Linked DNA regions of Sus scrofa: regions 2, 3 and 4 are each linked to region 1. A link is a contact called in public Hi-C and HiChIP or PLAC-seq data. All regions are on one chromosome and are shown on one strand. The core of a region is the stretch at or near the end of the contact, and the rest is flanking DNA. Distances in the headings are between cores, read along the strand shown.

What was found. Hi-C and Micro-C count contacts between places; a contact is called where the count stands out from the background. HiChIP or PLAC-seq counts read pairs in DNA pulled down with a chosen protein or histone mark.
Region 2: a contact with region 1 is called in a Hi-C map of liver, with 3 times the contacts expected there. The contact joins the promoter of DRC3 here to the promoter of COPS3 in region 1. A contact is called at or near these places in 1 of 5 promoter capture datasets (liver), 3 of 47 Hi-C or Micro-C datasets (embryonic fibroblasts, liver and skeletal muscle) and 1 of 2 datasets of contacts at active chromatin or transcription factors (alveolar macrophages).
Region 3: a contact with region 1 is called in an H3K27ac HiChIP or PLAC-seq map of alveolar macrophages. The contact joins the promoter of USP22 here to the promoter of COPS3 in region 1. A contact is called at or near these places in 1 of 5 promoter capture datasets (liver) and 1 of 2 datasets of contacts at active chromatin or transcription factors (alveolar macrophages).
Region 4: a contact with region 1 is called in an H3K27ac HiChIP or PLAC-seq map of skeletal muscle, with 2.2 times the contacts expected there. The contact joins the promoter of SREBF1 here to the promoter of COPS3 in region 1. A contact is called at or near these places in 1 of 47 Hi-C or Micro-C datasets (liver) and 2 of 2 datasets of contacts at active chromatin or transcription factors (alveolar macrophages and skeletal muscle).

What each region holds. Positions count from the first base shown.
Region 1 is chr12:60,998,942-61,004,881 of Sscrofa11.1, forward strand. It overlaps COPS3 (COP9 signalosome subunit 3), which reads left to right and starts at 2,313. Exons shown (of 12, transcript NM_001244149.1): 1 at 2,313-2,454. The coding sequence starts at 2,400.
Region 2 is chr12:60,648,576-60,654,515 of Sscrofa11.1, forward strand. DRC3 (dynein regulatory complex subunit 3) reads right to left here and starts at 3,246. Exons shown (of 12, transcript XM_021068003.1): 1 at 2,913-3,246; 2 at 2,456-2,553; 3 at 1,961-2,122; 4 at 16-132. The coding sequence starts at 2,117. It overlaps TOM1L2 (TOM1-like protein 2), which reads left to right and starts at 3,578. Exons shown (of 14, transcript XM_021068013.1): 1 at 3,578-3,778. The coding sequence starts at 3,727.
Region 3 is chr12:61,305,575-61,311,514 of Sscrofa11.1, forward strand. USP22 (ubiquitin carboxyl-terminal hydrolase 22) reads right to left here and starts at 2,807. Exons shown (of 13, transcript XM_021068045.1): 1 at 2,429-2,807. The coding sequence starts at 2,566.
Region 4 is chr12:60,731,570-60,737,509 of Sscrofa11.1, forward strand. It overlaps SREBF1 (sterol regulatory element binding transcription factor 1), which reads left to right and starts at 2,398. Exons shown (of 19, transcript NM_214157.1): 1 at 2,398-2,498. The coding sequence starts at 2,408. LOC110256136 (a long non-coding RNA gene) reads right to left here and starts at 318. Exons shown (of 2, transcript XR_002337414.1): 1 at 1-318.

The DNA.
Region 1 (5,940 bases), core at 1,063-3,562:
GGAGGTGACAGGAGAAGAAAGCTTAGCATCAACCAGTGGAGGGCAGGACCACACCGGCTGTTCTTGCTCTCTCTGGAGGGCAGGGCTGCTGGTCTTCGGCCCTGGCCCTGCGCTGGTCTATACAGAGGGTGTGTGAGCCTGAGGGCCTTTCAGGTGCCTGCTGGCCTTGCTCTCAAGACCTGAGGCCCCAGCCTTTCACTTGTTTTCATGGCTCTCCCTGCACAACCGACCTCTCTGCTTGCAGCCCTGGGTACACCTGAGTCACCAGTGTACCCGTGCAGGATGCTGCCTCCCGTCCACTGACTGTGGGCACCTCCTTCAGATGTTGCCAGCCAGCAGGGGGCTGTGCTGACCCAGCACCAAGTGAGCAGGGGCCCTGGGAAGAGGTGCTGGTGGTACCAGGGGCTCCAGGAGCACATGGTTTGTCACGGGCTGCCCCAGGGCGGGGGTTGGGGGGGGGAGTTCGGCCCAGGGTGGGAAGCCAGGACCAGCATCCCCGGCCCCCTCTCTGCATGTCCTCGTGCGTTCCCAGTTCTAGAAGCTCATTCCCATTTCTCCTGGTATCTGGGACCCTCCTGTCATCGAGTTCTCTCCACGAAGGCCTTGCAGCAAACCTCAGACAGAGGTTTTGCCTTTGGCTTAGAGAGGAAAAATTTGGAATTTAGAAATCTCAACCAAAAAGCTGACTTTGAGTCAAATAACTTTTTTGTTCAAACTGCCGCTATCTGGAGTTCCCGTCCTGGCGCAGCAGAAACAAATCAGAGTAGGAACCATGAGGTTGCAGGTTCGGTCCCTGGCCTCGCTCAGTGGGCTAACGATCTGGTGTTGCCGTGAGCTATGGTGTAGGTCGCAGACACAGCTCGGATCCTTGAGTTGCTGTGGCTGTGGTGTGGGCCGGCAGCTGCAGCTCCAATTCAACCCCTAGCCTGGGAACCTCCATACACTGCAGGTGCGGCCTTGAAACAAAACACCGTTTACCTGGTGTGGTCCCTGCCTGTCTTTCCACCCCCGTCGCACTGCCCTCTCCAACCACTGTCATCTCCTGTCCTCCTCCCTCTCATGTGCTCTCCCCCAGTGCAGGGAAAGCACACACGCTCCTCCCACTTAGGGAAATCCCTACTCGTTCTTCAGAGATCAGTCTGTGTCCTTTCCTCCAAACGAAAAAAAGGTCCCTGTCATTCCCTGGGTAGGTCAGTTTCCTTGTGTTTTTGTTTTCTTGTATTTTGCTTTTTTATTTTTTTATTTTTTGGCTTTTTAGGGCCCTAGCTGTGGCATATGGAAGTTCCCAGGCTAGGGGTCGAATCAGAGCTGCAGCTGCCGGCCTACACCACAGCTCACAGCAATGCCAGATCCTTAACCCGCTGAGCAAGGCCAGGGATCCAATCATGTCCTCAGGGATACTAGTCAGGTTTGTAACCGCTGAGCCCCAAGCTCCCTTGTTGTATCATCTTCTAGAACCTTGTTTCATTCCTTCAGAGCACTGGTCTCTTTGCTAGGGTCTCTATTTGCTTGCTGGCTGCAAGGCCCGTGGATTATGAGGATTCTTGTGTCCAGTGTATCTCTAGCGCCTGGCACAGAACACTGCAGATGCTCAGGAAATAAATGTGCGTTGGAGGAAGTTTAAAAGGTATGTTTCTTTACTCATTCCCTATCACGCACCAAATCCTGTGCTAAATCCTCAGGGGGAACAGGGGTGGGTAAGACAGGTATCCGACCTCAAGGAACTTCACGCCCTGTATGAGCCACGGACACGGGGTGGGTTCGGAACACATTTCCGCAAGAGTGCAAGTGACAGGAACAAAGCGCTCTGAGAACCAGCGGAGGAGGGACGGGTCCATGCAGGCCATTCCGCGTCTACGCTGAGTGAAGACTCACGTCTCTAGGTGTTGGGCGCGGCTCGAAGTGCCCTACGGGGTGGTGCATCGTGAGCCTTTTACAGATGGGAAACGAGGGAAAGCAGCCGAGGAATTCGCCCAAAGTCACGCGGCAACTAAGTGGTAAAAGAGGGAGGTGAGCCCAGGCTGCCTGCCCGGCCGGAGTCACAGGAAAAGCCTCAGGGAGGAATGGCGGCCTGAAGGATCCGGGCAGGTGGAAAGCGGCGGCTCCTTCCCAGCGAAACCCGGAAAGAGGGCGCCTAGCTCTGGATTGCGCTCCTTCGCTCGTCCGCCGTCCCATCACCGACGCGGAGCGGTTTCACCTGCGCACCGGCGAGACGGAAGGGAAGGCGAGCCGCGTCCCGCGCGGCCGCACCGGAAGCGGCTCCATGGAAACAGCGCCCCGGGCGAGGCGAGATCTCGCGGGGCCGGGGCGGCGGAAGTGACGTCACCGCATCGAGGCCCTCGGTGGGTCGCCGGCCCTCGTCCCGCGCGCGCCGTCTCCGCTGCCGGGCCGCCGGGAACATGGCCTCCGCCCTGGAGCAGTTCGTCAACAGCGTCCGCCAGCTCTCCGCCCAAGGTGAGGCGGTGGGCGCGGGCCGGCGCCCGGGGCTCGGCCGGGGTCGCGGCGCTCGGCGTCGGGGCTGACAGGCGCGCGAGCCGGGGGCCCCTCCGCCTTCACGCCGACCCCCGCCGTCGGAGTCCGGCCCCCTCCTCCATCCCCCGCCGCCGGGGCCCCGACCTCGCGGCTCCCCGCAGCCCCTTCCGACCCGGCCGCGCAGCCCGCCCTCTTGCGCCTCGGGGCGCCCGACCCTCGGGGGCTCTGGCTCCAGGTTCCCTCCCGGGGGCGGGGTCGTGACCGTTGTTCCTTTGCCTCTAATTTTCACGCCGTTGGTTCGTTCATCTCGTCCCCTGAGTATCGAGCCCTGGCCGGGAATTAAAGTAATTGGCCGCTGCTGTGAGGTCCTTTGCCTCACGTTGCTTGTTGGTGAAATAGCCCCTCTCCGCTGAGTTGTTAGGGCTGAGTGGGAGGAACCGTTCAAACTGTAGCAGCGCCCGTGACCTTGGACAGGCACCCCTCCTCTGCTGAGTGTTGTCCCCGTGTGTACGCAGGGCAGGTGCTGTCCAGCTCGCCGTCCCGAGGTTAGCTGAGCTGTGGCGCGCTGCTCAGCGCGCTCTTCTGTTTCTTTCCCTCGTTACTGGTAGGAGTTAGGTTGGTAGTTAAGGCACAGCCTGGGAGCCACCCATTCGCTCATTTGTGCCCAGACCTTAGTTTCTGCTTCCCGCGGTGCAGGGTGCCTAGACGCCTTGCCTTGGAGTCCTGTTTCAGTCACTCTGTGCCAGCCGCCTAATTTCCCTGGGCCAGTTTTCTTATTTGCAAAACAGAACTCAGGCGGTGGTTGTGAGCAGCACGCGGGGGGGCAGGCAGCTGCGAGCTTTGCACACACGCTCTGTGCAGTTGCTGCTGTAGGAGCAGTTGGCCAGGCAGGGGCACCTTCTGTGCCTCTTTGCCGAATAGCAAACGTGAATGCCTTTCTGTTTACTCTTATTCAGGATTTTCTGACGGGGACCTTAAGTGAAGGGAATGTGTCAGCTTTCTCTGGCCACTCGTCTGGCTGGGCAGATTTCACATGCTGCTCATGACACTCAGGTCTGCTCTCCCTGCTTCACTGCCTCACTGCCATGTGGCTTCATGGCGACCCAGCATTTCTCTTAGGTCTCAACTCAGGATTGCTTAGTTAACTAGGGGAAATAATGGACTTGAAGTCCTTGTTTCGGAGTTCCCGTCGTGGCTCAGTGGTTGACGAATCCGACTGGGAACCTTGAGGTTGTGGGTTCGATCCCTGGCCTCGCTCAGTGGGTTGAGGATCCGGCGTTACTGTAAGCTGTGGTGCAGATTGCAGACACGGCTCGGATCCCGAGTTGTTGTGGCTCTGGTGTAGGCCGGCGGCTACAGCTCCGATTGAACCCCTAGCCTGGGAACCTCCATATGCCGCGGGAGCGGCCCTAGAAATGGCAAAAAGACAAAAAAAGAAAAAAGAAATCCTTGTTTCTGGGTGATTCAAATCATTGCGAGCATATGTGAATTAGTGGGGGTTTTTAAAGTGGTGGATTGTTTAACTGGAAGAAGCTGCCTCATTTCTGCCAGTGAGATCGCTAATAGGATTATGATGAGTTGGGAGTTCCCTTTGTGGTGTGGCGGAAATGAATCCTTAGTATCCAGGAGGATGCAGGTTCTATCCTGGGCTCCGCTCAGTGGGTTAAGGATCCCGAGTTGCCGTGAGCTGTGGTGTAGGTCGCAGACACGGCTCCGAAGCCTCGTTGACTGGCTGTGGTGGAGGCCGGCAGCTGCAGCTTGGATGCGACCCCTGGCATGGGAACTTCCATATATATGTGCGGGCGTCCCCCCTCAAAAAAAAATGACAGTGAGTTATCTCCCAGTTCATCTTGTATTGTTACCTTTGGTTTTGTGTTTGCTTTTTTTTAAGGGCATATGCACGTTCCCAGGCTAGGGGTCGAATCAGAGCTGCAGCTGCCAATCTGCACCACAGCTCACAGCAGTGCCAGATCCTTAGCCCACTGAGTGAGGCCAGGGATCGAACCTGAATCCTCTTAGAAACTAGTCAGATTCGTTACTGCTGAGCCACAACGGGATCTCCTTGCGTTTTTATCTTGGAAGATGATGCCGAGAGAGATCACGGACTTTTTGTTTTGCAGTGAGTGTGATAATAATGGAATGTTTCCTTTATTTTTGGTAAAAATTTAAAAGTATCGTAAGAAGTTCTAGAAGGTATCAAAGTAACTACAGTCACTTGGATTTTAAGCATTATACTATCGAAGTGTTTTTTTAAATGGGAAAAGTCACTCAGCTACTAAGTAGAAATAGCTGGTCTGGGTAGCTTGAAGTTCAGAGTCCAAGACAACTATTGCAGGAGGACGTTTAGGAGGTTAATGCTCACAGACGTATGTGTACCCTGCATTGTCACCAGAAAGCCAGCTGCTGGGATTCGGGAGCCCACAGCCTGGCCCTGGGGTCTGTCAGCAGGATACCCCGCCGAAACCGATGCGCCTGCGCCATCGCTGAGCGTTAGGGACGCGCAGAGCCAGCCCCAGTGAGAGCACCTTACACCTGTCAGAATGGCAGCCCTCACGACCGCCAATGACACGTGCTGGCGAGGATGTGGAGAAGGGGGGCTCTTGGTGGGAAGGAAATCAGTGCAGCCAGGTCACCACAGGGAGTGGTGTGGGGCTTCCTCAGAAAACTGGGAACAGAGCAGGCGTTCCATTGGGCCGTCTCACTCCCAGATGTGCGTATGTGTACACACGCGCGTGCACACACACACACACACGTGTATGTATATGTATATACACACGCATAGTTGGAAGGAAACAAAGCACTGACTTGGAAAGCTCCCTGCACCCCAGGGTCACAGCAGCAGCATGTATAGTCGCCGAGGCAGGGGAGCCACCTCAGCGTCTGTCCACAAACGGATAGAGGCGATGGGTGCGCAGATAGTGGGACACTGCTCGGCCGTCAGATGATGCAATTTCGCTGCTTGCAACAACGTGGATGGACCTTGAGGGTATTGTGTTTAGTGAAATAAAGGCAGAGAAAGTCAAACACTGTATGTTATCACTTATATGTGGAATCTAAAAAATAAGACCAACCAGTGACTAAAAAAAATCGAGCACCTGACATACAAACTGTTGGCTACCAGTTGCCAAATTTTGACACACACATACAAGTACAAATACAAATTTTGTATTTGTATTGACATACAAGCAGACTCTTGGCTACCAGTTGCCGGGGGTGGGGGCGGGTAGGAGCAGGGGATTAAGGCGTAGGGAGCACTACACCACACATCCGTAAATAAGCTGCACGCATATATTGTATAGCACCGGGAATATAGCCCAAATCAACCGTATCTCAAAAAAGAAAATTCCGGAATTCCCTGGTGGCTCAGTGGGTTAAGGAGCCGGTGCTGTCACTGCTGTGGTGCCGGTTGATCTCTGGCCCAGGAACTTTCACATGCGGTGGACGTGGCTACAGAGAAAAGAAAGAGAA
Region 2 (5,940 bases), core at 1,996-4,495, 350 kb before region 1:
GGGGGCCTCGCTCACCCAGCCAGACCAGGCGCGTGAGGCGCTCCAGGCCCTCGATCTTCTCGATGACGTTGTTATCCAGCTGCAGCTTCCGCAGGTTCTCGAAGGGCCAGAGGTTGTCTATGCGGAGAATGTCTGAAACGAGGACGGCCTGGGCTGCTCCCAGCCTGCGCGAGGGTTGGGATGCAGTGCCAGCGTCCCGGGGGCTGGATGACCGGCGGTGACCATGGGGGAGACCAGGACCCCGCCCCCAGAGCTCGGTGTCCCGAGGAGGGCTGCTGCCCCGGGGCCCCTGAGGACTGGCAGGGGCCGAGGGTGGGTGGGGTGCAGGGCGGAGGTGGGCAGCCCCCAGGGCAGGGACGCGCTGCACTGGCCCTCGGATGGCCTGGGCTCAAGACCCAGGGCACAGGCAGCCCCCCACTCTGTCCTCAGGTGACAAACAAGAGCAAAGCTGCAGGGATGGCCAGTCACCTGGGGTGGCCGTCGGGAGGGTGCTTCGGCTGTGTGGACAGAAACGCTTCATGTCCATGCCCTCCGACCCTGTCTCTACTTGCAGTCTGTGGGCAGAGACACGCTGGGCCGGTGCAGGCCCAAGAGGGCGGAAAGACGGGCCTGTGCCCCGGCACGGGCTGAAGGGCCTGACCCGCAGCTGCCCCATCCCCTGGCTCCTGAGACGGGCAGAGCTCGGTCCCCGTCACAGCCACCAAGAGCTCCAAGCAAAGCTCAGTGTGACAGGCACACACTGTGGGTGCAAGATTCTAGAGGCGGGGCCTCGTCCCCAGGATTCCTAGAAGCCACAGAGCGCTGCTGTTCACGCCGCTTTTTCCTGTCTGCTTTTGTGAGCACTTCCAGAACTTAGCGAGTTAGAACGTGCTCATTAAAAGAATGTCCTTGGACCCATCTCCACGGGGCTGTTACCATCGCCCCCTATTCTCTGCTTAACTATCACCTCCTGGGTGAGGCCCCTGACCCGACCCGTACGGAGCCCCGCGCACTGCGCCCTCCGCTCCTCCAAGCGCACCAGCTCCGGACACACCACTGGACTTCTTAGGTTTGTGTGTCCCCCTCCCTTGAAGGTGAGCTCCCCGGAGACGGGGTTTTTTTATCTTTTTTGTTCCCAGTTGAGTCCCTGGTGCCCAGAGCAGCCCCCGGCCTAGAAGAGGCACGTGGTACACAGTGGGGGGGGGAGGGGCAGCGGGAGGCGGTCTAAAGCCCCCCTGACACCCACCCTGCCACCCCTTGAAGCCTGCTGCTCTGGGCAGCCCAAGGGCTTCGTGAGGCTGGGCCCGGCCTGCCTGGCGCAGCACCCCGGCCTCGGGTATGTCTCGGTAGCCCCCTGTTATCGACTGATGAGCGCAGGCCAGCGTGGAGGCCGGGGCAGAGCAGAGACAAGAATCACTGTGCCCTCTGCCGAGGCCCGCCAGCACCGGGCTGGGGGGGTCGCAGGGCCCGTGCCTACCTCTCCTGCCCCCTGTGCCACCTCACTGGCTCCCCGAGTGAGGCCGGCAGCAGGCTTGTTGTCTCACCTTGTCCCCCAACTCGTGCGGGAGACAGGGCCTGCCGTCACCCGGGCTCGCAGATGGGACACAGGATCTGCCAGGTCGCAGGCACGTCTCCCACCAGGCTGCCCTGGCTCCTGCGGGCCCTGCCCTCCTGTTTCGGGCCCTTCCTCTGAAGCTTCTCCCCAGCGCGGCACCCCTCCCTGCCTTCCTGACCACGCGGGCCCACCTTCCTAAGCTCCCCCGCCCTTGGGAACTTGCCCAAGTGGTCCACGAGTGGGAGAGTGGGAGAATGTCCCCTTTCCTGCTCGTATTCAGAGTCGGGGGGCTCTGGGTGCTCAAGAGCTAAGGGCACCCAGCGCTTTACAGCCCCTGGTGCTGGTCCTGCGCCTCCTGCCCCGGCAGGACCACGGACTGGGCAGGAACTTGGGGCTGCCCGGCGCCCGCCCCGCCAGGATACGCACTCTGGAAGTCCAGCTGCAGGGACAGGACGTCCTTGAAGAGGACGCCCTCCTGCTTGGCCAGCTGCCCAGCCTCCTCCTGGGGGCCCTGCTCCCCCACGGCCTGCTTGAGCATGTGGTCGTCGATCACCCTGGGCTCCACGTCCCCCAGGCGGCTCATCCTCCCTGGAAAACACCATGTCTCTTCCCCAGGCTGCTTCCCGGCCTCCCTTGGCGGTCGGGCTGGGGTCCTTTCACAGCGCCCTGGGGCGTCATGGTGGCCACGGACACTCTGAGGTCGGTCCCCTCCCACCCTTGGCTGCCGCACCTGGGCTGCTCCAGGGCCCCACGGGCACCCAGCCTGCCTGGCACCCACCAGCAAGGCTGCACCTCTTGGCCCCACAACCACGGTTGTGACCTCGCCACGGCCCTGGTGCCCACAGTGTTCTGTGTAGCCTCTGCAGCTCAGCTGCGGGGAGTTTATAATCTACCACCCATCAAGGGTCCTTGGTGACTTGCCTGACAATAGTGTCGTTGTAGGTGGGGGAAGTCGCAGAGAGTTTTACCCCACTGTCACCACAGTCGCCTCCTCACAGAGAACCAGATCCAGAATTGTCCTGCAAAACAATTGTCCAACTGGACCTGAAAAATAGAGCCCCTATTGGCCATGAATCAGAAAGAGAAAACGCACCATTTACCCTATGTCACTGGGTGCCAGTGCACACTTGGTGTTAAATGACAGGCCAGCTCCAGGAGCCATGAGAGAGGGGAGCCCTAAAGCCCTAATTTCCCAGAAAGGGAAACTGAGGCTGGGGAAGGGACAGACATGGACTCGGCATCCACATCCAAAGCCACAAGTCTTCACCAAGAGGAAGATTAGGTCTAACTAAGCAAGAGGAACAAGTTAGCGGCAGTGGAGAGGTGGGAGCGAGGGTCCGTGATGCCCTCTTGAAGAGGTATCGCTAGGCCAGGGTACCTCTCTCTGGGTTGGAGGCCTGTGTGTATTTGGGGCCTGTGCCCAGAGGGAACGTTTCCCCAGGTCCTTTTCCACCGAGGCCGGGAGGAGGCTGCCAGGGGGCCTGGGCCCTCCTCCAGGTGGGGCGGCCGGCGGGCTCCTCCGGGAAAAGGTCAGGTCCTCCCGCAGCCTTTGAGTTTCAGCCCCAGATTCTCAGCTTCTGCGCAGTTCCCGGCGGGCTCCTTTCCTCAGCGACCGGTTGCTAGGGGAACCAGGAGCCGCACTCCGTTGCTAGGGAGAGTCTGGGGCTAGACATCCTGGGTGAAAGTTGACGGCCACGTGATCACATTTCTGGGCGGGGAAAGCCTCCCGGCACCAATCCGCTGTAGAGAAAACAAATACTTGTCCAATCAGCGGTTTCTACGGGCGGGGAACTTGGTATCCCCGCCCCCTACCTACGTGACTGACTCGTCTTTTGCCCAATAACAGTAAGGACTCCTTCGATTGACCAATATACAGGTGAATCAACATACACAGACTTTCGTTCGGAGGCGGGCCAGGGGAGGTGACGGAGATTCCTGTGACCTAGCTCGCGACCCCGCCCAATCGGACGCGGCAGGGTGGGCGGGGATTCGCTGAGGGAGGTGTAGGGGCCAATCGGAAGAGGGCAGGGCAGCCGTCGCCCAATAGTAACGTGGCGGGGTGGGGCTGGGACGGGCGCCGGCGTTCCGGAGGGTGGGGCGGGGGCAAGTGTCAGTCTGGCCGGGAGCGCGGCGGGGGACGCGGAGACCCGGCGGCTGACTCGCTCCGGCCCCTGCCGAGCCGTCCGCCCAAGATGGAGTTCCTCCTGGGGAACCCGTTCAGCACCCCGGTGGGGCAGTGCCTCGGTAAGGCCCCCACAGCGGCGCCCCGAGGCCTGGGCGAGGCTCCGCGCGTCCCTGCGCGGCAGGGCCCAGCACCCCCCTCCCCCCCGCGACAGCGCCGGCCGGGGTCGAGCAGCCCTCGGGGGAGCGGGAGGCCGGCGCGCTCTTGAGGACACGGTGGGGGGCAACCTGCCCCACCTCGGGAAAGGGGGCGGCCTGCTCGCGGGGCGCCCGCGGGGCCTGGCCGCCGACCCCCTGTGACCTTGTGCGAGTCACTGCCCGGTCCGGTCTGAAGTGCCCCGTCTGTCAGAGGCGGGAGCTGATGTCCCCTGTGCTCGTCCCTGCCCCCGGCTGTTGCTTCCGCGCGTTCTTACATTTGCCAACGCGGAAATCTTCGGGGACAGATAGAGGGGTGCTCGCCGGCCTGAGCCTGTGTGGGCGCCGGGATGACCAGCATCCCCGGGGGAGCGCCCGAGGTGTGGGTGAGGACCACCAGAGGGCCGGGGGCCAGTGGACTCTGCTTGCTGCAAAAAGCAACTTGCCTTTCCAGCCGAGGCTGGAGCTTAGGCCGAGTGCCCTCGGTCAAGAGTGTTGATTGGTTTCTTTGAAAACTGGATCCTGCTGGTTGGAGGAAGGTCTGGAACAACGTCTTTGGTGAGCAGGGACCTTTGGCGTCCTCGCCAGCCTGGCTGGGTCAGTGGTGACGTGGTTCTTTTCTGCCTACTTTTCAGCCTTGCCGGGGCCTGGGAAAGCCCTGAGGCATCTCGGGTGGGCCGGCGGGCGTTTGGGAGCCTTTCTCGTGTCCGTGGTGTGGGGGCTCCGACGTGGTGACGGACTGGGCGCTGGATGAGTCTCTTCTGGCCCGTGCCCACTGCTGCCCCTTCCTTCTTCCTCAGCTGCTCCCCCGCTGCATCCTGATTCCAGAAACTCATTTCTCAGTTGGGAAGCCAACTCCCGTCAGCTGTCGGAGGGACCCGTGGACTTGGGGGGAGCTTTTTCCCTTTTTCTGGCTCCTGTGCAGTAAGAAGCTCTGCACCTTTGAAGTGCCGAGGTCGTTGACGGGGTGTGTACGTTAAAGAGGATTTAAAACGTGCGGATATGAGGGGTGTGCAGGTGCAGAGAGCGTGAGGCTTCCCTCGGGAAGACCTGCGTTGGCGCCACGCCCAGTTCAGCCCCGGACCCCCAAATCCTGGGCACCCCGCTGAGCCTGGGTTTGCTCCAGAGGGAAGTGGAGGCAGGGTGCTGTGTATTCAGGGTGGTGCGGGTTTCGGTGAGATGATGGATGTGCCTGGAACACAGTCGAGGCTCAGTTCGTCGGAGCTGCCGCCGTTATTATCAGGATGACTCAGGCAGGCGAATCTTCTCTCTGGAGTGTGGGACAGCCAGCCCACCTCTGGACAGGCCCCCGGGTCTGCCGGCCCTCGAACGGGACCCTGGACCACGAAGGGAGCGGAGCCTCCTCCCTGCCAGTGAGCCACTTCCGTTCGGGTAGATGCCTAGAGGCCGCGAGGAGGCTCTGGGTATGTTTTGCGTTGTTGTGACTGAGTGTAGAATTGACTCTCGAGACGCGTCGTGTGGGTAGTGTTCCTTAAAAGCACGTGCCGGGGGCCGTTCGCAGGGCAGCGCAGAAGGGAAACAGCAGCCACGCCGGCATCGGGTAACAGCCGAATCCCCCAGCAGTTGTGCAGCTGCTCCGTGAAGTGGGTTTTATTGTCCTTCCCGCTTTAGGGATGGGGAAACTGAGGCTCAGCCAGCGAGCGGGACCCGGATTTCACAGCTGGGCTTGCTGGTGTCAGGGAGGGAACACAGATGCATGGGACAGTGATGACAGAAGGAAGGCCGCCTTAGCTGTGCTCAGGGGACAGAAGTGCTGCCAGGGGGTCCGGAGGAGTGGGCCCTGTGCCCTTGAGACTGAGGGCTGTTTGTGAGGGTGGGAACCGCCCAGGCAGAGAAGAGGCCCCTGCGCCTGGGGCAGGTTGGGGGTGTGTGGGCACCTCCCGGTGGAACAGAGGCAGCTGTGGGGTTTGGGCCCGGGATGAAGTCTGTCCTGGGTGCGCGGCTTTGAAGGCCACACAGCTGACTCCCATTTGAGCCTGTCTGGCCCTCGCGCTCCTCACTCAGCAGCCCTGGGCCGTGAACCTGAATAACCCATCAGGCCATCAGCCGGTGATCTGAGCCTGTGTTGG
Region 3 (5,940 bases), core at 1,557-4,056, 310 kb after region 1:
TGCACCACAGCTGCAGCAACAGCAGATCCTTAACCCACTGTGCCACCAGGAAACTTAAGGGCTTTGTTTTTTTGAGGACACGCTGCTGGAAAATTTTAGAGTCACAGAAACAGTTCAAAGAAGAGAGATGTGATTATTTAAAAAACATTACCTGTCCCCCAAAGTGTCTACACACTCCAAATGCAACATAGACTGTGTTAAGTCCTAACATCCAGGAGAACTGAAAATTCCTGATGTCTTCATTGCCAGGTGCCATTTTCACACACACTCACGTGGCAAGTCATATAATCGGAAACATGCAGATGGCACTCCGTCCTCTATCCGAGGAATATCTTACGTCTAGTAGTACCAAAAGTTGTCAAGGCTGACCACTCTCTTCTCACTCTGCCTACCAAAAGAGTAATCAAATTTTGGGTATCAAAAACCGTTACCCACCTCTACCTAAAGGAAAGGGAGTTTTTTGCTTTTGCTTTTTAGGCCACATCCGAGGCATATGGAAGTTCCCAGCCTAGGGGTCAAACAGGAGCCACAGCTGCTGCCCTATGCCACAGCCGCGGCCACCCCAGATCCCAGCCGTGCCTTCAACCTACACCACAGCTCAGGGCAATGCTGGATCCCCGATGATCCACTGAGTGAGGCCAGGTATGGAACATGCATCCTCATAGATACTAGTCTATTTCCTCTGAGCCACCACAGGAACTCGGAGGAGGAGCAGGAGTTTTGTAGTTACACTGTAGCTGGGACCTCACTGTAGCCTCTTTAAGTAACTAAAAAGAGACTTAACTTATGTATAAAAAACTTCCTACTGTTAAAACCAACTGCTAAGCCTACTGAGAACCCCCAGTAAACTGCCCAACATGAGAACATGCATTGCTTACTATTCCTCAGTGTTAAACCATTCCTCAAACCAACTTGTCCCTGGCTGGGCCACTCCTAGGGAGGAGAACTGCACAGGACCCCCGCCGCATTCAGCGCATTCAGAGAATACCGGTGCTCCTGGGACAGGATCAAATGATACTGCAGTGCTGACACACCTGACCTCTGAAAAAGGTACTTCAGCTCCTGCCTGTCTGTAGTTCAAGTTCCTACTAGCGAGTAACACAAATGTGGTTCAACAGCTTTTGAACTGGGCAACTGACACTAAAAGATCAAACCAAGCCACAGAGAGCAAAAAAAAGGGGAGAATTCCTTCCTTATGAAATTAGAAAAAGTCCATAATAGGTTAAACAATACTCCTTCCTCGATGTTAAAACTGCAGCTGGAGGAGAGGGTGGCGACGAAGAGGAAAGACAGGCAAGGAGCTGTGGCGACGGGTCACACATCTCACCCAACAAACACAGCGGAGCAGTAACACACAAGGTTATCGTTGAAAACCTCAAAGGTAACCAGTCGGTTTTATTTCACGGGCGTACAATTCCATCAGCAAGGACCTCATTCCCATCCTAGCGGAAACCTTTCACCCCCAATTTAGTTCATCCTAAGAGATCGTGCTTCCCAACGCCGTTTCTGATCCAAGAAATTGGTGCTTAGCGCTCTGGGCAGTCTCACCCGAGGTTAGTTTTCCCATTAAAGATGCTACTAAACGTGGACACTGCCAACTGCAGAATCGCGTTACACAGTAAAAACAAGGCGTGTTCATTGTTCAGGTAAAAGGAGAGAAAAACGCCGTCCTCAGATTTTCAGACCGCTAATAAGCCGAAGGGCGTAGATGGCCCGTTTCCTGAGCGCCTCAGGGAGGCGACTCGCGTCTCCCAGGAGGCACCCAAGTCCCACCTGCGGTCAGACCAGCGCCCCCCCCCCCCAAACCCGCTCCTGCGCAGCTACAGGTGACGCCGCAAATCACCGTCGTGACCTCACGACTCAGCCCTGGGCCGGCTCTTTTCCCGGCGCCGCCGCGCGCCGCACCTGCGCCCTGCACACCTAGGGGGAGGGGCGCGGGCGGGAGCGTCCCGCGGACCCCGGGCCCGGGACGTGCCCCGCGCTGGAGCTGGGGGGGCAGTGAGCGCGTGTGCCCCCGCTGATATGGGGGGGAGGAAGGGGCGAGCGGCACCTCTACAGCATCCAGGGGACCCCGCCCGACGGCCGGCCCCCAGCACGGCGACTCCCAGGGCTCGGGCCGCAAAGGCCGCTTCCCCTGCAGCTGGGTCGGTCCTCTCTTTCTCCAGCGCCCCCATCCCCGCCACCACCCCCAACGGGAAGGCCCCTAGGACACGCCCCGCAGCGTCGAAGACCCTCCCCCTCCTACCCAGCAACCGCGCGAGAGACCGCCCCCCGCACGTCAGCCCGCGCCCACCCCACCCCCGCCAGTGCCACAAGGGGTGGGGGAGGGGAAAGCGAAGACCCTACCCCCCCACCGTCCCGAGACAGACGGACGGACGGACACACACACACGCACACGCCGCCGCGTGTTGCGGGGGGGGGGGCGCACCTTGCGCTTGCGGGCCTCCGCCGAGCCGCTCCACACGAAGCACTGGTAGATGGCGCGCAGGTTTTGCTTCCAGTTGTCCACCTTGAAGCTGCCCAGGTGCGCGCAGCCTGGCGGCGTCACCACCAACTCCGCGTCCATGGCCTCGCCGTCCGGCTCAGGCCGGGGCGCCGGCGGGGACGAGGACGACGCCAGCGCGGCGCGAGGCTTCGGGCGGCCCGACCGACGGACCGGCCCAGGACAAAGCAGAGCTGCACAGCTGATGTGGAGGGAGCCGCCCGCGCTGCGCTCGCGGGTCGCTGAGGCCGCGGCGGAGCTACGTCACCGCCGCCGAGCGCGCACCGCGCATGCGCTAGCCGCCCCCAGCCCGCCTGCTCCCCGCTGCCCCCGCCGACTCCAGAAGGCGAGGGGTGGGGCCAGCGAGGCCCCGCCCCACCACCACCACTGGCCACCGCCGGCCGCGTGACGTCGCTCGCCCGCACCTCCCTCTCCCCGCCCAGGAGGGGCGGTGCCAGACCGGTCTGTGCCGCCGGGCGTTGCCGCAGGGGCGGGGCGGGCGCCCGGCTTGGCTCCCGCACTCGGGCCCTCGGTCCGGTTCGGCCCAAGCGTCGGCGACTCGGGTCCGCCAGCCGCGCTTCAAGGCTAGGGAGTTGGTGCCCTGTCCGGGGGCGGCAGGTTGTGCGGATAGGTGAGTGCTTCTCGGGAACCAAGGCCGGAGCCCCTGGGGCTGCCCCGCTCGCCCGCATCGCCAGCGGGAAGGTAAAGATGGAGTCGCGGCAGCTGCAGCTCAACAGCCAAGCCCAGGGGAGAAGCGCTCGTGGTGGGGACACCCCGCCAGCCCTGCGCCCGCAGCGCCGTCAGCCCCGGTCCACGGTGGGCCGCCTCAGGGAGGCAGCGCCTGCCCCCCAATGGGCCTGACAACCCCCGAATCCTTCATTTCCTTACCAAAGAATTTACTGGTTTAACTCATTGCATGAAAGCTCCGTGAGGGTAATGATTTTTGTGTTTTATCAGTCTCTGTATCCCCCACTGCCCAGAGTAGTAGTGGTTATATGTAGGGTCTCAAAAGTAAGTTTCTAATTAATTAAACCAAACAAACTGATTTTCAGAATTAAACATTAGTGAAGTTAGGCACGCTGGGGAAAGGAGTACCATTTTAGTGAGAAGTGAAATCAGTAATGGTAGCGACATGGGAAAGATATTACTGGAATCTGGGTTCTTGTTCACAGAGCTTAAGAATGAACTTCACGAACACAGGCCGCGAGCAAGCAAGTCTTTATTACAGGAAAGCAAATAGCTGCCAGCACGGACACTGGGAAGGGGAAGAAGAGTCCGCCTTTCTAATCTTCTAAGGAGGTTTTATCTCTTAAAGACAAGGGTACAGGAGTTCCCATCATGGTGCAGCAGAAACATATTCGACTAGGAACCATGAAGTTGTGGGTTTGATCCCTGGCCTCACCCAGTGGCTTGGGGATCCAGTGTTGCTGTGAGCTGCGGTGTAGGTTGAAGACGCGGCTCGGATCCCAGGTGGCTGTGGCTGTGGCATAGGCCGGTGGCTACAGCTCTTGATTAGACCCCATCCTGGGAACTTCCCTATGCTGCAGGCGCGGCCCTAAAAGGACAAAAACAAAAATAAAATATGACTAAAACTTAAAAAGAGATGACGAAACGTGATACAACTAAGCCTGGGAAAGGGAACTTGCTCAGGACCCACAGCGTCAGCTGTGTCTAGACTTTCCATTCCTTCATGGACTCAGAAAAGAAGGCAGGACGGCTAAACCTGAGACTGGCTCCACCATTTACTACCTGTGTCACCTGGAGAGGATCACTTATCTGTTGAAAGTGGTGTGACACCAACTCAGCGCCTACATTAAAGGCTTATGGCAAGGAATCAGTGGTGAAACATGCCCAGCTCTTAGTACACGACTGTCAAGGAAACATTAGTAATTGACCTGAGAGTGGCTGGGCATTGAGATGATTAAGACAATACCCTATGTTAAGAATCCCACAGTGGGAGCTCCCTGGGGCTGAATGGGTTAAGGATTTGGCATTGCCGCTGCTGTGGCACGGGCTGGGGAACTTCCACAGGGCAAGGGGTGGCCAAAAAGGAAAAAAAGAATCCCACACAGTAGTGGGATAAACAGCCACATGAGCAGGTAATTATAGTACAGTCATCTCTTCCTAACCGTGGGTACCTCATCCATGGATTCAACCAACTTTGGGTGGAAAATATTTGAAACGAATTTCCAAAAAACAAAACTTGAATTTGTCCTGTGCTGCCAACTAATTACATGGCCTTTACATTGTATCAGGAATTATATGAGTTCCCATCATGGCTCAGTGGTTAACAAAGGCGACTAGTATCCATGAGGATGCAGGTTCGAGGCCTGGCCTTGCTCAGTGGGTTAAAGATCCGGTGTTGCTGTGAGCTGTGATGTAGGTCACAGATGCAGCTCAGATCCTGAGGTGCCGTGGCTGTGACGTAGGCCGGCAGCTGTACCTCTGATTTGACCTCTAGCCTGGGAACGTCCATATGCTGCAGGTGCAGCCCTAAAAAAAAAAAAAAAAAAAGAAAAAAAAAAAAAGAGAGAGAGAGAGAGAGAGAGAGAGACCAAAAAGAAAGGAATAAATAAGCTAGAGATGATTTGAAGTACACAGGGGAGTTCCCATTGTGGCTTAGTGGTAATGAACCCGACTAGTATCCGTGAAGACTTGGGTTCAATCCCTGGCCTCGCTCTGTGGGTTAAAGGATCCAGTGTTGCTGTGAGCTGTGGTGAAGGTCACAGACACTGCTCAGATCCTGCATTGCTAGGGCTGTGGCGTCGGCCAGCAGCTACAGCTCCCGTTCAACCCCTACCCTGGGAACTTCCACATGCTGCGGGTGCAGCCCCAAAAAGACGGAAAAAAAAAAAAGTATACAGGAAGATGTGTATACGTCATTTTATATAAGGGGCATGAGCGCCTGGGGGCTGGTGTCTACAGGGTGTCCGGGACCAGCGCCCCGAGGATACTGAGAGATGACTCTAACGTGACCCTGCAGAGATAAAGGCAGGTCCGGTGGCTGAAGACACTCTGACATCTCTTGCCCCGCCCCCGTCCAGACGGTTTCGGGGGAGGGATCCGAAAACGCCTTATCTAAGTGTAGAAGGATGGGTAGGAGCTGGCCAGTTGAAAAATAAGTGACACAGTGGGGTATCTGCCTCAAAAGGGATTTCCCACTGTCCATGGGACTAACATGGCCTCAAGTGGTATTCACGTTTTCTTAAAAAATTGATTTCAGGAGTTCCTGTCGTGGCTCAGTGGTTAACGAATCCAACTGGGAACCATGAGGTTGTGGGTTCGATCCCTGGCCTTGCTGAGTGGGTTAAGGATCCGGTGTTGCCATGAGCTGTGGTGTAGGTCACAGATTCGGCTCGAATCCCGCGTTGCTGTGGCTCTGGTGTAGGCTGGCGGCTACAGCTCCAATTAGACCCCTCGCCTGGGAATCTCTGTATGCCGCTGGAGCGGCCCTAGAA
Region 4 (5,940 bases), core at 1,148-3,647, 270 kb before region 1:
AGCTTAGCTACTGCAGAATGAAGGACAAACGCGCAGGTGGGTGGCAGGGGGGCTCCAGGAGTGCAGCGGGATTTCAGTAGCCTGCTAGGCAATGCCAGTGCCTGCCCTGTCACGCATCCCTGAGCCTGACCACCGAGGACATGGCTCGGCCGGGCCAGCGGCCCTGGCAGAAGCCCTGACGGAGCTGGACACCTGCCCCCAAAGCCTCTGAACCACAGAAGAGGCTCCTGCGCCTCTCAGACGCCCACGGCAGGAAGGGCAGATGCGAACCCAGCCTCACAGCTGGCACTTGGGGCCCGGCGGTCGGCGGTCGGTCGGGGCCCGGGAGGAAGTCCGAGCCGGAGCGCGGGGTGGGGCGGGGCGCCGGGTCGGTCTCGTGGCGCACGTGACCCGGCCGCCGGGAGCTGGGCGCTGACGCCGCGTCACCCCACTCGGGGCCGCGCGCCCATTGGCTGCGCCGCGGGCCGGGGCGGGGCTCGTCCGGCCGACGCCCGGACCCCGCGCGCCCGCCTCTCGCAACCCCCGCGGCCTCGCTCTGCTCACCTGTGAAATGGGGCTGCTGGCGGCCCCCCCCCCGGGGAGGAAGGGGTTAACGCGGAAGCGCCGGCCCGGGGCGCGCGGTGCGGCACGAGCGCGGAGCTCCCGGGCGGGGCCGGGGGAGGGGCCACCCAGGGGCAAGTGCCCTGAGGGAGCGCGGCCCCCACACGGCTTTCCGCACCCTCCCCGGAGCCCCGTCCCCGCTGGTCTCAGCCTGTGCCGCCCAGTGTGTGTCTCTGGCTGCTCACATCCCTACCCGCTCCCAGGACTGTGCGCCGCCGGGGGCTTTCACTGCACCTGGCGGGTCTGGTCTAGGCTGCAAGTCTCCGTTGGCCTGGCCTCCCCCTCTCCCGAACTCCTGCATTTATACGCGCTTATTGACTGCGCTTGCTCTTTACATATGCGGTAAATTCAGCTAAAAGCCAGTGAGGCAGGTCTATGGGGACCATGACTCCAACACCCCTTTTCACAGAGACTCAAAAAGGTGAAGTAAGTGGTTCCAGGTCACACAGCAAGCAGCTGAAAACCCGGACCGGCTGCCTGACTCTGAAGTAGGTGCTCTTTAGGCTTGACTCGCACGGGGAAAGATTTTCAGGAGAGTCACCAGATCCACAAGACTTCTGGGTGCTTGGCTCCTACTTGGGGTGGTGGGGCCAGGGGCGGCAGGATGCAGGGGGCCGAGAAGGGGGATCCCCCGTTCCCCAGCATTAATTCATCTGGAGTGCCATGCTGGGAGATCCTTGAGCAGGGCCACTGGGGGGACAGATGTGGTTTGGATATCCCGGCCCTGGCCACCCCGGTTCTGGGTAATTTTCCACAGCAGCTACTTCTGGGAGGGGCACAAAGAGCCCTGCGTGTCTAGGCTGAACCCCCGGGACTTGGACCTCCAAGGCCTCTCGTGGCCCGAGCACCCCGCCCCTCCAGTCCAAAGTGTTCCACTCCTTTTACCCCCTCGGAGGGTGTGCAGTCTGAGCGAAGCAGGACTCAGGATGGCTGCACTCCCCCGAGGCGGGGGTCGTCTCCGTGGCTGCCCTCTCGCACAGGCAGCCTTCCCACTTCCAGAACCTGAATGTTAGTTCTGGCTTACTCAGACCGCCTCCCCCGCCGCCCAGCTCCGCCCCCAACCCACAGGACCTCCCTCCCCAGCCGGGCTGCCTCCTCGGACCTGGCCCTCCACGTGTCATGACCTAGGGCAAGGTGGCCCGGGTCTAAAGCAGTCTGCCCCTTCCTCATCCCGACTGCTCCTGGGGACAGGTACCAAGATGGGGGTCAGATAGCCCCAGGCCCCAGCCCTGTTGCTGCCCTGAGTGGCTGTGACCTTGTGCAGGTGTCATCAAGGCGGTCACAGCTGAGGAAACCGAGGCACACAGTGCTGACGTAACGGGCCCCGAGGCCGCACAGCGGGTCTTAGAGCTTGAACTTGGGTGGTCTGTCTTCTAAAGAGCCAGACCACGGATGTGGGTTTTGTAGGGTCACCTCCCTCCCTCCCCAGGTCCGGAGATCTCTGGGAGGGACCCAGTCCTGCGGCTTCCACTCGGCCCCCTCGCTTGGTGCTGGAGAGGCCGGGGTCTGCCCCAGCCCCGCAGGAGTCGGCACCCCACTTGGATGGAGGGGCCGGCGCGGCGGGTGTGCGGGACAGACGCGGCCGGGATCTCGGCTTTCCCCAGGTGGGGCGGGCCCGTCCGCTGGGGGCGGAGCCTCCCCGCAAGTCCAGGCCCCGCCCCGCCCCGCCCGCAGAGCCGCCGCGGGGGAACCCAGTTTCCGAGGAACTTTTCTCGGGCGCCGGGCCCCACCGAGGCCAGGGCGTGACGCGAACGCGCAGAGCGGCTGCGGCGGTCCCGGCGGGCCGCCGGGAGGAGGCGACTGCGCCATGGACGAGCCGCCCTTCACAGAGGCAGCCTTGGAGCAGGCGCTGGCCGAGCCATGCGAGCTGGACGCGGCGCTGCTGACCGACATCGAAGGTGCGTCAGGGACCCACCGGGCTCCGCGCAAGTGCGGCGCGCAGGCTGCGTTCGCCTTTGTCTCTTGGGTGGCGGGGGATGCGGGCGCCGGGGGCGCGGGGTGCGGGCGCGGAGCGGGGGCCGGGGCGCTGACTCCTTGCGGGGCGCTCGGGGCGCTCCGCGTCCCTGGGCCGAGCGCCGCCGGCCTCGCTGTCCTGTCCGCGCGGACCCTCCCGCGCCCGCCCTGGAGTCTCGGGCCGCGCCGGGTCCTGGGAGGCCCGGCACCGGGCACGTGCGCCTCCGGCCGTCCCGGGCCGCGCCCCGCGACCTGTGAAGCCTCAGCCCAGAGGCGGCCTCGGCGGGAGCCTGGGATCCGGGCGTCGCCGAGGCCCCGCCCCCGCTCAGCCGTGACGTCAGCGGGAGGTTACTCTCGGTCATTCCCTCCGGCCCGAGAGTTCAGCTCGGCGCTGGAGCCCTCGCGCATGCGCGCAGGCGTCCTCCCGCCCTTGCCCGCCCGCGTCCGGTTCTCGCAGCCGGCGTGGGCACGCATTTATCGAGCCTCCGCTGAATATCAGGCCCCGTCCCAGGCACCAGGGGTTCACAGACAAACCTGGGCCCCCCTTTTCTTGGGAGCACAAAAATCCCCAGGGAAACCCATACGTGGATGTTTAGTTACACCTTGTGGTAGCTCAGGGGCTGGGCAGCAGCTTCGTGGGGATCGGTGGGGTGAGACCTGTGGGTCATCCCGGACCAGCCAGGAAGGATGTCGTCCGGCAAGCATGGCGAGGACTTAGAGATGCCCGGGAGGTGAGGCTAGGCAGGTTGGCCGAGGGAGGTCGGCCAAGGAGAGGAGGGGGCAGCTGCGCCGCTCACTTAGCTGTGGAAGCACCGCTCTGGTTGTTCTGCAGAGAAGGCGCAGCAGGGACAGTTGGGAGGCTGTTGCCTGGCTGTGCAGCACGCAGTCCCAGGCCCTAGCGAGTTGCCTCCATGGTTGCTGGGCAGTTTCGGCCACGCTGGCTTCCTTGCTGTCGGTTGATGAGAAAACAGGGCAAGAGCACAGGACTCAAACCTCCCACAACCTGGATGCACGTGTCCTTGGAGCCTGTGGCCCCCCCGGGTATCACATGCCTGCTTCTCTCCTTGGTCCCACCAAGCACGGGCCCGCCTGAGAAACCACAGCTCAAGCCTGCTTACAGCCCCGGGGGTTAGCAAAATGGACAGAGCTAAGCCCCCACTTCTGCCCTCCTGCAGCCTTGCGGAATGCAGAGCTGGCAGCACCCGAGAGTCTCCAGGTCCCCAGGAATGAGGGTTGAGAGGAGGACCAGGCGGGCCTGGAGTCTAGGATGGAGAGCTGGTCTGCATCCCGAAGGCAGTGGGGAGTCGGGCTGGGGCGAGGCAGGACAGTGCCAGGCTCGGGTGGTGTGCCCGAAGGCCCCCCCGGCTCTTGGGGCGGACGATCACACCGTGCGCAGGGAACACGGACCACTTCTTGTGTGCTGGGCGCTGTGCTGACCACTGAGTCCTCCAACAGCCCCAAGTAGGTAGCCTGGAGGCACAGAGAGGTTAAGTGATTTGCCCCAGGTCACACAGCCAGAACTTGGCAGAGCCATACTTCAAACCCAGGCTGTGGGCTCCGGGCTCACGCTTTTAACTGCTAGGCTGCTAAAAGTTTATGTGTGTTGGCACTGGGCGGTTGAGAGGGGTGCACCACAGAGCAGGGAACCCGGGAGGCTGCTCCATAGTGGGGGTATGCTGGGGGCCTGGGAGGGGTCAGAGGTCACATGGCCACCTCTCTGTCCCATCCCAGAGTCTTTGAGTCATGAGACCGGGGGCCGGCATCAGGGAGCCAGCCTGTGGTCTCGGGTCCCACCCGGCCCAGGCGTCTGCTTCGGCCAAACCCTGTGTCCTGTTCTTGGGGTGGAACTTTCATCAGGGGTCCCAGCTCTGTGCTGAAGGCACTGGCCTGGCTGCAGTGCACCGGGCGTCTGGGGGCTCTGACTCCACCCAGCCTCCTTTCTTGCTCTTGCTCTGGGCTCCCCGTGGCTGTGGCCCCGGGGTGCGTGGGAGTATCCTGAGAGAACTGGGCTTGTTGCTGCCTCTGTGCTCGTCCTCACCTCCCTGCTAGGTAATTCATGAGAGCTCGCCCGAGCTTCTCAGCGCAGGGAAGGCGTGATGCCCAGGTCCTCACATCTCCTGCGGGCCCGCCCTGGCAGAGGGGTGGCCGCTGTCTTCACGTCCCAGGTATCTGCCGAGGGAGGGCAGCCTTCTGGCATCTCCCCTGCTCTTCTCCCCTGGCACCAGTCAGCCGCTGGGGCCCTCCCCACGCCTCTCCCCATGGTATCACATGCCCGCTTCTCTCCCTGGTCCCACCAAGCACAGGCCCTCCTGAGAAACCACAGCTCACGCCTGCATACAGCCCAGCATCCCTAACCACTGTGGCTCCCCATTGCCCAAGACAAGTTCCCTCCGTGATGTCCTGTCCCTCCAGGCCCCACCCAGGTCACATTCTGCCCTGGTGTGCAGCCTACTCCTCGTTGCCATGTCCAGAGTCTGCAAGAGGCCTCTCCCACCACGTACATCCCCTTTCTTGGCCTTTGGTACCCGGCCTGCCTGAGCCAGGGCAGCAAAAGGCCCGGTGTGGCCACGCAGCACCCCCTCTGAACTGCCGCCCGCTCCCGGGAACAAGCTGGGGGCTCGGCCGCAAGATTGACCGCCCTTGAGCCCCGGGGGCTGCAGCCCTCACACCTCCCAGGGGCCAGAGAGCAGCGGCAGGGAGCGCGCCAGGGTGGCAGGCGGCTCGGAGCTACCACCTGCCCGATGGTCACCTCCGGACACAAACATCCCGAGTGCCCTGGTCAGCCCCAGGCAAGGGTCACCACCGGGCAGAGGCCTGGGACCTGGACTTCGCCCAGCTGATAAGTGCAGCCAGGTGGGAATGGCCGTGCCTGCCAGAGGAAGTGCCTCTGCCCTTGTGTCCTGCCAGCCACGGGTCCAGTGGAAGTGCCCTTTGACCCAGGGCCTGCCGGGGACTTTCCTCTCTGAGCCCCACGTCTCACATGGCCCCACACAGGAGGTTGTATCGGCAGGGGTGGGGGAGCCTTACAAATGCCGTGGTCACCTCCTCGCCCAGCATACACCGGGGAGGGGATGTCTCCGCTGCCCGCCTGCGTGGCAGCTGAGGGGTGAGGCGCAGCAGGGGGCGGGCCCAGGCCAGGAACCTGCTGATGGAGGGTCTGAGCACAGCAGGTGGCTCCGAGTCTGTGGCCCTCGTTGATGGGTTGCTGCCCTGGGGGATGTAAATTAAAGCACGCGTGAGGTTCCCGTCCCACAGCTGTGGGCCTGAGGAAAGCCACCCAAATAAAGCTAAATGACCAAACTCAGCGCTGGCCAAGCGAGGAGGAAATGGGACACTTCGCAGGGAAAGTTGTAAAGGGGTTTGTCTTTCCCAGAGAGCAGCCTGCGG